Linked DNA regions of Mus musculus: region 2 is linked to region 1. The links are chromatin contacts, called in public promoter capture Hi-C maps. All regions are on one chromosome and are shown on one strand. The core of a region is the stretch at or near the end of the contact, and the rest is flanking DNA. Distances in the headings are between cores, read along the strand shown.

Region 1 (6,867 bases), core at 3,854-6,353:
TCCTCTTTCATCACATTCCCTCTGGGTGTGGATGGCACTGGTGCCCGTGGGACACCTTTCCCCAGAACACTGAGGTAGAGCAGGAGACAGTGGCAGCCCTGGGTTAAGCTGGTCTGACCCCCAACTGTGAGCCCTCTCCCCCCCACTCCCCTCTGCTTGAGCTCCAAAGGCAGGACCAGAACTCAAAGCTGAGGCTGACCCCTACAAAGTGAGAGACTGCTTGCCCTGTGAGTACCACTTATGGGATTGAGGGGTGGTGACAGGTGACAGGTGAGGTCCCAACACCCAGCCAGCTAACAGCACCCATGGCTGCTTTTGGTAGGAGGGAAGAGATTAGAGGGGGAAAGGAACATAGGCTTCTCTCAGCCAACTGTTTCCTACTCATGAGGGGCATGGGGTTTCTTGGGCCAAGTCCAATCATCTTCAGACTATCCAGCAAACAAGCCATAGCCAATGCAGCAGCAGCGGCAGCAGCCACAGGCCCTCTGGGGTCTCGAGGTAAGACCTCTCCAGAGTTTCTAGAATTAAACTATCTGCTGCTGGCAAAAATCACGTCCCTCTAAAGCACGAGACAGTCATAGTCAACAGCTGTGGATAGAGTGAAGCGGCCCCTATCCCACACCTGGGATTAAAACAAAAACATATTCACGTAACATAACTAGGTTTTTGGTTTTCCCATTTATACCATCTCCAGAGATCGCCCCTAGTTAAACTACCTGCAGCTGGCAAAAAGACAGACCCTGACAAATGCACGAGGCAAATCATAATCACCTGCTGTGATTGTGCTGGACTGTTGGAGTTTAATTTTTGCTTTTGATTGTGACTGTATATATATATCAGGATATTTTTCCCTCTCGAAGGAAGAAAATATTTTAATGGATCTCACAGTTAAGAGTCTTTTTATTGTAAAAAGAGTTTGGATTTTAAAAGATAAGCAGCCTCTTATCCCACAGCTGGAATTAAAAAAAAATCTTTACATGATTTTTTTTTCAATTATTTATTCACTTTATATTCTGCGTGCAGCTCGCCCTCCCAGTCCCACCCTAACAAATCTCTCCCTGCATTACCCCTCCCCTTTTCCTCAGAGAAGAGGAAGCCCTCCTTTGGTACCACCCCGCTCTGGTAGATATTTAGTCCCAGCAGGACTAAGTACATCCTCTTCCACTGAGGCCCAACCAGGTAGTCCAGGTAGTGGAAAAGGATCCAAAGGCAGGTAACAGAGTCAGAGAGCCCCACTCCACTTGTTAGGGAATCCATATGAAGACCAGGCTGCACATCTACAAGTGTGTTGGGGGTCTAGGTTCAGCACCTGCATGCTCTTTGTTTGGTGGGCCCATAACTGGGTTTTTAAAAGAAACCAAAATTCTCGCTACACCTGTGTGTATGGGCCCACGTCACAGGCCTCTCACTGTATGCTCCATGGTCTTCCTGCCTGTCTGAAGATTTCCTTCTGCCCTATCTTCCAGTTCACTAATCTTCTCTTCCACTGGATCTTATCTGCTTTTATGGTCATCCAGTGGATTCAGATCTCATTTGCTTTTGTTTTGGAGAGTTTCAGTTGGATTCTGAAATATGTTCTACTTCTCTGTGCAAAGTTTCTGTCTTTGAATCCATTTCCTGGACGTATTAATCACAGCTACTTCCCAGTCTATCTGGTTAAGTCCATACCCTCTCCTGTGGGCTTCTTTCTCCTGGATAAGCTTCCTGGACTGGGTCATGCGGTTTTCTTTGTAAACATTCGTTCTGGACTCTGAGAAAAAGAACACATCAGCTAAGTGGAGTCCTTGCGCAGTATCTTCACATGGACTCTTTGCCTCAATCTTTCTGCTTCAGGTTGCTGGTGGGAAGAAGACGGATAAGCTTTGCCCAGATTGTAACTGGACAGGATGGTCTTGGGGCTGCAAGGGCTGAACATACAGCTACCCAGCTGTAGTTGCAGGCTGCCCTTGGCCTACAAGAACTGGGTACTCCTGGAAGGCAGGCTGGGGCTGAAAGAAAGACTAGACAGCGAGAGAAATAATGAGGCCAAGACAAATTTTCTCTGATTAAGGCCCCAAAGTTTACTAAGAGTCTGTGCTTATAAAGGGGGGAGTCTCCCCTCCCCCCAATTCATTCTTGGTGCCTGGAGACAGCCTGTAGGCGAAGTGCAGGATAGGACGTTTCAAGGGTCTCTCAGCAGGTAGCAGAGTCTCGGAGAAGAGCAGAGGTAGTTGACATAACAATATAGCCATCTAAGTAGGAAGACTACCCTGCAGGTGGCCCCACCTCAGTGGCTGACAAGGTCCTTGTCAGCTCGCTTCAGGTTGGGGGAGGCTACACCCAGCCTCTTTCCTAGTTTCATGCTTTGGTGGCAAAATACACCAATGAAACCAGTTTAGGGAAGGAACAGGTTTGGGTCTCAGTTCCAGGTCCATCCTTGTGGGGAGGCCAAGCACCCTTCCTTTCTTGACTTTCCTTTCCTCAGAGAAAGTCTCCTTGTTGCTAGCTACCTGGAATCTTTATGAAAAAAATTTAAAATAGCTAGCTTGAGATAAGGAGTCTCCTCCAAACTCGCGATCTTCCAGCCTCTGCCTCTCTGGTGTCCGTGCAGCTATGGGAGGCAACAGGACCAGGACATCCTTCACTGCAAGGAACCTTTAGAATCCATCCTTACAGGGAGTTCCTCTGAGCCAACCTTCTCTGGCTTTTTGGTACTTGAAAGCATGCTCCATTTGTAGAGCCATTTATTTAAGTCTGTAAGAAACATGAACATATTTGCTTAGTCTCGGGAAATGTCTTAGGTTGTGTCTCTTTGTTCCATTTTCTTTCCTTGAGATTCTGATACATACTTGCACTGATCCGGGATTCTGGTCAGGTGGATACACACTTGTACTGATTCAGCAGGGCCTCTGCTTCTTCCCGTCCCTCTCTTTCCCTGAGACCCCAGAGTCCCTTGATTTCCCTTGGGAAGTTCCTCAGCCAGGGCCCTCTCTTCATCTTCTCTGGATGCTGTTCTTGATCCTCAGCTGTCTCCTTGGAAGAGTGTGTGACTAGGTGTGTGTGGAACCTCAGCTTATTATGGGGTGTCTGGGTCTGCTGTATGAAGGCAGGCTGGGATGCCCCATGCAAGGCAAGCCACTCTTCTCAGGTAACCAAAGTCATGCTAAGGTCTCATCCATGCCCAAGGGGCCTCCTTACAACATTAAAAAAAAAAAGGTGTGTGTATGTGTTCTGTGTATGGGTAGGTGTGTGTGAGTGCAGTACCTATAGAGGCCAGAAGAGGGTGCCAGACGTCCTGGAGAAGGGGCGCTGAGATCCAAACTCAGGTCCTTTGGGAAAACGGAGTGTTCTGTTTACATATACACATAGACATAGACATAGACATACACATATCTTAAGAACAGGCTTTGAAATACACACGAGTGAGCATCTTCCTGTTACCGGTTGTTCACTTTGCATAATGGTAGGCTTTCAGTGTGTGAATGGGTCATCATATGGTGTGAATGGATCGCAGTGTGGCTGTTTCTTGCTGCAGCTCACGTAGGTGCCGAGTTCATCCATCCTGTGCTGCACGTGTTGTTCTCCGATCACTTGGTAACAGATGCCCTCAGCCACAGACCCTCAGGTTTGATTCTTGTATCCTATAAACTGTTAATACAACACTTTATAATGCTTGGCATCTTAGAGCTGGTGGTACACTGTGGTCTGAACACTGCCTGCCCCGAGTCACTCACAGCTAATAGTGGAGGGAAGGTGTGCTCTGATCTCCAACAACTGCTTCAGTCAGCCTGGTTTCTGGAGTCCTGTCTCCCAGTTACACAGTCTGAGCTGGACATTCCAGAGATATGTTCAGCTAAGGATGACCATGATCTGTATTTGAGGAAAATCCATACCTTGGTCTGGTCTGGGTGTGGGATGAGTTCCAAATGCGTCCTTGTGGAAGACCTTGACAAACTTCTCGAAGAAAGGTCATGTGTACAGGGGAAAGGCTAAAAAAGGTTGGCTTCACAGACACTTGGCTTAGTAGCTTTGCAGTATTACCAGGAAGTGGGGATACTTGTCTGCTGGCCCTTCCTTGGAACAGAAACATACTTCTGTCAAACAGAGCGCCACTTCTCTGGAGGCTGCTGTGTGGTCCTGGAACACGGCCAATCAACACCTTCCTGAGACGACTGTGGGTGACTGTGTCAGCCCTGACTGGCCTGATTTGCAGGTGTTAGCAGACAGACACAGAGGGCCTGTGGGCTGCATTCTAAAAACTCACGCCAAGATACAAGGAAAGGACACTCTTGACCCCTTAGCCAGGGCTCCCGATGGATCTTCCAGCTCAAGCTTCCCTTGTTTTGCTTATCTAGTTGACTCCTTGGGCATGTTATTAAACTTCTAGGCATCTTGGTGTGCTGTGTAAAATGGGTTATTAGTGTCCACAATAGCATTCCAGAAACAGCAAATGGTAGGTCAGAAGGGAAGCTTTCTGTGCCTGTCACTCTCACCCACCCAAGCCACCTAGTGGTTACTTTGGGACTACGTAAGGAGGGAGAAAGGCAGCTAGATAGTGAGAATGAAGGGGAAGAGCTTGTCCTTCTGGAGAGCCATCTTGGGAATGGCCCTTGTGGAGGCTGGTCCACCCCATCCAGGAAATCAAATGAAAAAAGATGAAATGGGAGCATGTGCTGGCTTTCTGGGCCAACAGAAGCCATCCTCTGTGTCCTCAAAGGATGCCTTTTCTAGACATGAGCCCTCCTGTGACATTCAAATTAAAGGCCAGAGGCCTGTTCCAGGAGTGTGTGGTCCATAAACCATGCCTGGTAACCTCCTTATTCGTCTTCCGGACCACCTGAAAGGGTTAGCCTGAGTTTCTTTGCCCTCTCTTACCCAAATGCAGCCTGCATATAAGAAAAAGTCCCCAAATGTGGGTGGTGAAGAGGCTACTGGTTGGGCCAAAACGTTCCTCTGGGTCCTGACCTAGCACACAGCGCCCCCACTCCTCCCGTGCCTCCCTGCGTGGACGCGCAGTCTTGCACCCACATCCGGGGTCTCTGGGCCTAGGACCTTGAGTCGCGCGTCCCCGGGGCTCTGCGCGCACCCGGGCGCCTGACCCGCCCCGTGACGCATTCGCAACCGTCCTGAATCGCGGCTGGCCAGCGCGCACCCGCGGCGCGGGGCGCGCGCCTCGTGCACGCGCCCGACCACGTGACTCCGCGCGACCAACCAGCGCGCCGGGATTTAGGGATAAAGCGCGGCCCCGCGACAGTTGCGGCGGGAGAGCGGCGGGGCAGAGAGCGTGACTCGCCCGCTCCAGTGCCACCGGTTCCCGCTGCGCTTGCCGCCGCCGTCGCTGCGCAACCATGTCGGAAGAGAAGCCCAAGGTAAGCCCGGTACGCAAGCCGCAGCAGATTCCGCGGAACGCAGGCCGGGCCGCGCGCAAAAAGGGCCCGCGGGGCCGCGCCCGAGCCTCAGCGCCCCTCCCCCACCGACCCGCGCCCCTCCCCCACCAGCATTGCACTCCGCCCCGGGCAGCGCGCTAGCCCCACCCCCGGCTGTGCCTCCCGCCACACCAAGGCTCCGCCTCCGGGGTAGCCCCGCCCCGGGTGTAGCCCCGCCCACGGCTCGAGAACCCGGAACTTGGGTGCTGGTTCTTGGTTCGCAAGGGCCTCACTCCCTGACGCGGCCATCCTTTCGCGTGCCGTGCGCACAGTTGCACGCGTGGTGCTGCGCGTGAGGCTCAGCGGGCGCTCGTGAGAGCTGCACCGGAGTAAGAGCAAGGCTGGCCGCTCCGGGCTTCCAATGTTCGCCCGGCCGCATGCCCTTCCACTCCATCGCCGTGGTCTCGGCAGTTGGTGCGTGGGAAGGCCAGGGTTGCCCATTTCAAATTGAACAGTTTTCCCACACTCACCTGCCCTGCTGGGGGCAGTTTTATCCAACGGGAGATAAACGTTGGAGCCTGGCATTCTGTGCTCTTGACTGGCCTGGAGATGACCACTGTGTTGGCTCAGGTGAGAGACCCCAGGAGCAGGGCAAGCATCTGGACTAATGCCATGGTACCATGCTCAGCAGCCGAGCCCAGAAATATCTTGCCTGCGAGGTCCTTACCTTTAATTTCAGCTCAGCCTTGGGTCCTGCCTGCACCATCCCGGATATTGAATGAGCACCTGTTCGCCCTGTGCCAAGAGTAGACAACTTACTTTATTATATTTTGTAGCTGGTAACTACAACAAGAGTTGTAACCTTTTGGTGCGGTTAGGCAGGAAGTGAATGCCTGGTGTGTACTGGAGTGGCCATGCCTTCTGCCTCGGGTTAGTGGAGACAGAGGGTTATATGTTATATTTTGGTGACGCAGCCCAGGGGCTGTTGTCCACTAGGCAGATGCTCTACCAGTGAGTTACTTACTCTCTCCACACCCCCACAGCGGCCCCCCCCCCTTTTTTTTTAGACAAGGTTCCTTTGTGGTCCAAGCTGTCCTGGAGTTTAAGACCAGGCTGACTTCAAACTCAAAAGAGATCTTCCTGTTTCTGTCTCCTGAATGTTTCCCTGTGTAGCTCATGCTGGCCTCCACCTATACCCAGGAGCTCCCGGGTGTCAGGTGTTGGCAGTCAGTGTGCTGAGTAAGCCCTCCTTCTTCTGTATTTACTTGCTAATTAGAGAACTCCAGGCCAGAGCCCAGCCAGGCATCCTTCCGTTGGAGGGAAGCAAGCCTGAGGCCTTTCACCTCTGTCTCTGTTTTTGAACACACACATCCTTTCGGGAACCGGGTTAGAAGTCAGCATCTTGGGACCTGGAGTGATTCATGCTTCTCACTAGCGGACTTTACTTTTTCTCATATTGGATGCCACCCTTTGGAGAAGGGGGCAAGCTCTGTGGACAGTGCTGCTGTGTCACTGGTGTCCT
Region 2 (7,012 bases), core at 2,883-5,382, 400 kb after region 1:
GGCTCACAACCATCCTTAATGAGATCTGACACCCTCTTCTGGAGAGTCTGAAGACAGCTACCGTGAACTTACATATAATAAATAAATCTTTAAGACTCACTGGGGGCTAGGAAACTGTATCTGCAACCCACTTGAGCAAAGTGAACTTTCTCCCCACCTCTGAGAGAGGAAAAGAGACCCGAAGTACATAGTAGAGCGGAGGCCAGCCAACTAGGATCCTACCGTCCCCATAGCGGGTAACAAGCAATAGGCTAGGGAGTGGGGGCAGGGGATGAGCAGGTACTGGATAGGGTGTCTGCAGGGGGCATGCCACATATAGTCATTCCTATAGTTAGCTCACCAAGGACCCTCAGGTCCCATCTCAAGTTATTTCTGCATCCTTTAATGAGGGACCCCAGCCAGACACCCCTGCCAATGGCAACCATCAGCCAGGGGTCCAGGACATACTCTACCCAAGAACTAGTAGGAGGCCAACAGGTAGCACAGGGGACCCATAAGGCTCAGCACCAGCTCTCTTAGTATGACAGTCCCACTTGCTAATCCAATCATCATGGAGCACTCTCACCTATGATACCTCCCTCAGAGATTTGACAGACAGACAGACAGACAGACAGACTTTCATGAGAATCGCTGTGCCCCACAAGCCTCCAAGGCAGCAATGACCCCCAAGGCTAACGTAGGGACAGGGTGGAAGCAGCTCTCGAGAATCTCATTACACAGCCAAGGCTGGCCTAGACTTTGCATGGCACCCAGGCTGGCATAGAACTCATCTTCCTCCTGCCTCAGGAAGCTGGAAGCAGCTTATGAATTGCCCCAGGGGTAGTAGAGGGAAAGAAAGGGCTTCCTGGAAGGGGAGTGGGATGCTGGCAAGGAGCCCAACTTCCAGGCCAAGGTTGCAGGTGGAGGGTAAAAGCCAGGGCTCCTCCCATCCCTCGATGGTGCTTGAGCAATGGGCAAGGCAGGAACTGCCTGCCTCTTCAGGAAAAAAAGCGAAAGCTCACAGAAGCCAATCGTCCTAAACAGACAGAACAGAACCAGGTACGCAGACCCAAGGTGCTCAGGACTCACTGAGACAGCTAGGACTAGTCCACCTCCATCCTGCCTGAAGCTTCACTCAAGAAGGTTCTAGAAAGAGGTCATGACCCCAGGAAGCTCTACTGCCTGGATAGGATGCACAGGTGTAAGGAGGTACCACCTTCCCTGGGGACAGGGACCTGTGGTGTGCCCTGGGGCTGGTCACATGATTCTACCTCTCCTTCAGAACATAGGTGCCCCAGAATATAGAAATAAAAAGGGCAGAGTCACTGGGCAGACAGGTTGAGTGGTCTCTGCAGAGTAGGGTTTACCTACTTTTGTCAGAATCACCTCAGTTTCATCCCAAGAGCTGTGTCCCGAGTAGCCTGCTACAGACCAAGGAACCAGCTAGTTCACCAGCTGTCTTAGAGGTACCTCTCCTACCATTTCCCTTCCTTCCAGGACTCCCTAGTTAGGGCCTGGTATACGCCACCGGCAGACACTTCTAGACAGTTATATGCTGGTTTAGAACCCCCACCCCCCCTCACAGGAGCACAGGCCCAGTAGACAAGTAGCTAGCCCCCCCCCCCCCAGACCCTTCACCTACTCTTTGGGTCATTACATGGTTATCTCTCACAGGGTTCTTGCTCTGGGCCCTAGCTTATGAAGCCACTTCTCAGAGACTAAGAGCTAAAGCCAGCACTCCAAGAAACAAATTTGCCATGTTCCCTGCATTGGCCACAGAGATGGACCCAGACAGTGACCTGAACGTCTCCACTGGTTCTGCCCACAGAGGGTAGGACCACAGGAATGTCTAAGTCACCAGCCCTATGAACCTCACCTAGGCATGTGTAGCAGTGAGCACCAAGACCCTCACACAGGCAAGAGCAGACAATAGCCAGCACTATGACCCTCCTAGTTCCCCAGAGGGAAGGGATAGATGCTGTGAACCAGTAAGAGAAGGACAGGTCTCAGGGACAATTGCCTCGGAGATTCTCGAGTGGCTGAAATCCCTAGTGGCCACTCACCTCGCCCAGCCTCTCACACATGAAGTTCTCCCAGCCATCCTCAGGGGGCGCTTCAGGAATGAATAGCCAATCAGCCCCGGAAGCCAGGGCAGACACCAGCGCCAGGTACCTGGAAGAGCAGAGGAGCCAGCCTGCTAGGGACTTCCTCCCTGTCTCTCTCCCTACTGCCTGCCAGGGCTCCCTCATATTCATAACATTAAATGATCAACTAGTACATGCCAGACACTATGTGCTCACCCCCACCCCCACTGTCCCCATCCGGCCCCAAGTGCCCCACCTCTCCCTGCCGACTAGGATCAACCTCCTCACCCGCAGTGCCGTCCCATCACCTCCAAAACAAAGGTCCTCTGGTGACTGTGGAGAAGAAAATGGGTGTAGATATCAAAGCCAGGTCTTGGGAGCCACACATTTTAACCTACTACACTAGACCAAGAAGACAGGGGTAGTGAAAAAAAGACAATGCCCATCTCCTCATGCCCAGGGCTGCCCTGAGCTAGGAAACACCCACCAGTCTACCAGACAGCTTGAGAGCCTGGTACTGAGCCAGACTTGGTGATCCCTGGCTGGAGGCCAAGAACCCCCTTCAGGTGTACCACCACCGTGGAACGTGGTAGCCTCTGACTGCTGGGGTTCACAGCTAGTGCTCCACTGACACGTAGAGGGATGGGAGCTGACCCCCAGAATCTCCTCTAACAGGAGGCATGGATGGGCCTAGAGGCCATCAGCTGAGGATACAGTTGCAGAGCCCGTTGGCCACCAGCACCCACGGCCCCTGCAGTGGCAGCCCCCTAGGAAGCCAGCTTCACTACCGTGACCCCAAGCCAGCCAATGTGTATGGATCCTCACTTACCTTTGGGCAGTGGTAGTGATGGCGTCAATGACCTCCATAATGCGGTGCAGGGCTGAGTCTGTGCCAATGGTCATGTCAGTGCCACAGAAGTCGTTATCGATGGAGCCCACCAGACCGGCGATGGTCAAGTGTGCGTAGTTCTGAGCTGTGGACTCTGAGATCTTGCCTGGGTCGGAGAAGCAAAGACCAGATGAGGACCACCACCTAGCCAGCCACTTCAACCTCCACACCTTTTTCTGCCTCGTCCACCATCTATAAGAAGGCGTACAGCCCAGCCAGGAGCCTCCGGAGGACCAATGGGGGGTACTGTGCTCCAGGTTCCCCAAAGGAGGCACCTTCCCCACAGCAACCTTGGGACTTCGAATCGAATGTCACCCAACCCATAGCTACACCTCTGCAAATAGATGTCTATGCCCCACATCAGACTCTCTCCAGAATCAGCTACAAGCATGACCACCACACAGCTGGAAGGAAACATGTTATGCTGGAACACAGGGTACCACCTGGGCTTCCTCAAGCCAGGAGCCTTGACCTCATGCTGACCTTATGACCTGCAGACTATACCACATCAGGAACAAACTTTAACTTCCAGCCACCACCAGAGCCAGATAAGAGCCAGCTCTGCACGGACCCACCTTCCTTCACCAGCTCCTCCAGCAAGCTGCCCCACTCGTTGCGGAAGATGTTGGCCCCCGTGAGGCTGCCGTCGCCACCGATGACACACAGGTTGGTGATGCCGTGTTGGAGCAGATTGTAGGCTGCAGCCAGGCGGCCTTCCCTCGTAGTGAAGGCCTTACAGCGGGCACTGCCAATAATGGTGCCACCCTGCATGGAAGAAACAAGAGCCTTCAGGTGGGGTGGCAAAATGTCCCTGGAGGCATCAGAGAGATGCCATTGCTGGATGAGGTGGACCCCACAGAATTAAACAGGGGAGAAGCCTCTAGAATCTTGTATAGCTCCTCCCACACCCTGGCCTTTTTCCTTGAGTCCAAAGCCTTGGGGGAGTTTCTACAATCTTAGAACTAGAAAGCACACCCCCCCTCCACACACATACAACACAGACCTCAACACATCCACACACATCCACCCATACACATCCCACATACACACCACCCACCAGGCAGAACCGAACCTTCCCTGTCTCCACCCACAGCCTCCCTGGTCTAGACTATTATGTCTTGGTGTGTGTGTGTGTCTATCTGTCATTTCTACATGTCTGGATGTCTGTGGGCCCACCAGCTCTCTGTGCCGGAATGCCTCTGTGCATGAGTGCACACCCACACGCGCTCACACACTCTCAGGGTGGGAAGGAGCCACCTGGCTTCGAGCCTCACCAGCTGGATGATATTGGAAACGCTGAGCCAGTTGGCTGGCTTGATGTTCTCGCCTCCTTCCACAAGGCCCTCGTAGCCCTGCAAGCGAAGGACGACATTTGAGAGAGCAACCCCATCGTGGCCAGAAGCACTGTGCTCACTGGCAGTGAGCAAGCTCAAGGGGCCCCAATGGCAAGCCCTGCCACTCGAAGGCCCAGCATCCTACTCTGGGACTCTGAGCATGCTCCACATGCCTAAAGGTCTGCTTACTATGGAGGAAAACGCACAGTATGTGCTGTGGCACAAGCAGACACTCAAAGACTGTCCCCAAGCTGAGCTCATGTCATTGTACCCAAGTCAGAGAGTCAAAGCCAGGACACAGAACCCCAAGGGAAGGCTGATATCCTTCAAAGGAGATCTGCTCAGTGTGAGCGGTGGAAATGACCTGATTGTGGTCTACAGGAATATAAGTGTATCTTGCTACACAACAGCAGAGCATGACACCCTCCCTACCCACACACATTTGTAATGCCTACTAAAGGCAGAAGTCAGGCTGTCACACTATACACATCTCATGGGAACGTGCTTTAGATGGAAAGGCTCATACCCAAGGGAGAACTCACAAGTCCCATGGACTCATAGGCAGCCACAGGTACCTGTGGTCAATTCTTCACACCAGAGCAAGTCCAGGGTGCTGCCCCTCACAGGACCACAGAGCACCTATCTTTCATCCTGGAGGTTTTGGATTGGATCATAATGGGGACCCAACTTGGCTCCTTTGCAAAACTCTGCTGTTGCTCATCAGACAGCAAGGTGCCAGCCAAGAACCTCGACCACACTGTAGTGTCTGCCTACAGGGAGGTTTTATACAAGATGGACATGGGATGCGGGTACTTCTCAAAGGCGATGACAAGATGGATGGCCTCTACCACGATGCTTTGAAGCCTCAGGGGGCACCAGGGAGAAAGGACCTTCATGCTTATCCTGGGCCGTCCAACTCAGCTCTTCCCCGTGCTCTTCCCCGTGCTCCTCCCTGTGCCAAGTGGCAGGGCCCCAGAGGGTGGGCAGTGAAGGGTCAGCTCAGGCCACAGCAGCCACCCAAGCAGCTCAGCCTTCAGCCCTGCAATCTAACCAGAAGGTTCTAAGGAGCCCCAGGTAGACAAGGCACCCCAGTCTGGGGACTAGCTAGCTTTCCTAGTCCAGGCCAGGCCAATTGTAGGTAGCTCCTCTGGCCACTCGAGAGCTCTAGCAATGATAGGGAAAAGACCATGCAAGTCGGAAGACTTCAGACACCAGTGCTAAAACACAAAATCTAAAATAAAAAATTTTAATTAATTAGTTAAATTAATTAATTAATTAAAATTAAATGGAAAATGAGTCCTCCCTTATCTCCTAGTAGGTGGTCTTTTAGTGACTGGGTACGTAAATGGGGGCTGTACTTTGAGCTCAGAGACCCACAGGAGAGGTGCCTGGGCTTTGAGTGTGTCAGCTTCCCTATGGCAAGGGAAGGGGAGCGATTGCTCCTCTTCCTCTGCTGCAGGGACTTCTATGCACCAAGATTTCCTTACTTCCAAATTGGGAGGGATTTCAGAGAGAGCTGTGAGAAGCAGGTGGGGTTATAAAGACATTTAAAAGAGGACAGAACACTCTGAGGCTTGGGAGAGCGACAGCGTGGACTTCTCCAGGGATTTTTTTTTTCTTTTAAACAGTGGGCATGTGGGGCCTTGTGGCTTTCCCAGTCCCACTGCTGAGAGTGAAATATACAGGTTTAAAGGTGAGATGGTGAGGTTTATGAGGGGTATTGTTTAGGATTAAGCGTGAATGGGGAGAGTTGGAAGCGCAAGGCTGGACAGATGAGAGCACAGCTAATCAGCTTTCCTTGATGTCTTTGAGACATTGATAGGTGACAGACGTGCTGTGAGTCACGTCAATGCAACAAACAAACAAACAAACAAGCTTTTGCTTTAAAGATTATTCTGGGGCTGGAGAGATGGCTCAGCGGTTAAGAGCACTGACTGCTCTTCTGAAGGTCCTGAGTTCAACTCCCAGAAACCACATGGTGGCTCACAACCATCCGTAATGAGATCTGATGCCCTCTTCTGGGGTATCTGAAGACAGCTACAGTGTACTTACATATAATAAATAAATCTTTTTTTGTTTTGTTTTGTTTTTCGAGACAGGGTTTCTCTGTATAGCTCAGGCTGTCCTGGAACTCACTTTGTAGACCAGGCTGGCCCCGAACTCAGAAATTCACCTGCCTCTGCCGCCCGAGTGCTGGGATTAAAGGTGTGCGCCACCACACCCGGCTTAATAAATAAATCTTTAAAAATAAATAAATAAATAAAGATTTTTTCTGGCTAGTCTCTTAACTCAAAGATATCCTCCTGCCTCTACAGCTGGAGTGCTGGGATTAGAGGCACTCACCACCCACACCAGGCTCTCAGTATTCCCACAGAACCCAAGAGGCTAGGATCCTAAGGAATTGAGGCCTTATCTATAGCTAGGACCCAGTTGTCCCCATTTGGAGCCCCCATATTCTCAGGCCACCAGCCACATCTGCCAGGCTCCTTTGCCTCAGATCTCTGAGACGCCACAGCCGGGTTTGCAGGGCTTTCTGTGCCACCCCCATCCAAGCTTGAAGCCTGAACTGTACTCACACCCCCACACCTCCTAACTATCTCTCCCTCCCCTCCATCTGTAGAGCAGAAGGCTGGGTATGGCCCTGCCATCACTTGGGGCCAGGGCAAAGGGACAAGGACACACCCAGCAGCGAGAGGGAGGGGCAGAGGCCCTATGGGAAGCAGGTT

The links. Promoter capture Hi-C pulls out the DNA fragments that hold promoters and counts their contacts.
Region 2: a contact with region 1 is called in a promoter capture Hi-C map of hippocampal neurons, with 2.7 times the contacts expected there. The contact joins the enhancer-like site here to the promoter of Sumo3 in region 1. A contact is called at or near these places in 7 of 39 promoter capture datasets (3T3-L1-derived adipocytes, the SN4741 cell line, cranial neural crest and 4 more), 1 of 484 Hi-C or Micro-C datasets (B cells), 8 of 115 datasets of contacts at active chromatin or transcription factors (astrocytes, embryonic forebrain, embryonic hindbrain and 5 more) and 3 of 9 other capture datasets (adipose tissue, liver and pancreatic islet).

What each region holds. Positions count from the first base shown.
Region 1 is chr10:77,600,994-77,607,860 of GRCm38.p6, forward strand. Sumo3 (small ubiquitin-like modifier 3) reads left to right here and starts at 5,104. Exons shown (of 4, transcript NM_019929.4): 1 at 5,104-5,348. The coding sequence starts at 5,328.
Region 2 is chr10:77,997,784-78,004,795 of GRCm38.p6, forward strand. Pfkl (phosphofructokinase, liver, B-type) reads right to left here. Exons shown (of 22, transcript NM_008826.5): 3 at 4,227-4,304; 4 at 3,528-3,717; 5 at 2,893-3,058; 6 at 2,352-2,396; 7 at 2,043-2,151. Among named protein-coding and RNA genes, the nearest start is that of Pfkl, 8.5 kb to the right of the region's middle. Within about 2 kb of position 4,133, at least 20 of the 459 cell types and tissues checked have an H3K27ac peak or open chromatin away from gene starts, as enhancers often do. A contact at or near this core is called in hippocampal neurons, where this site is marked.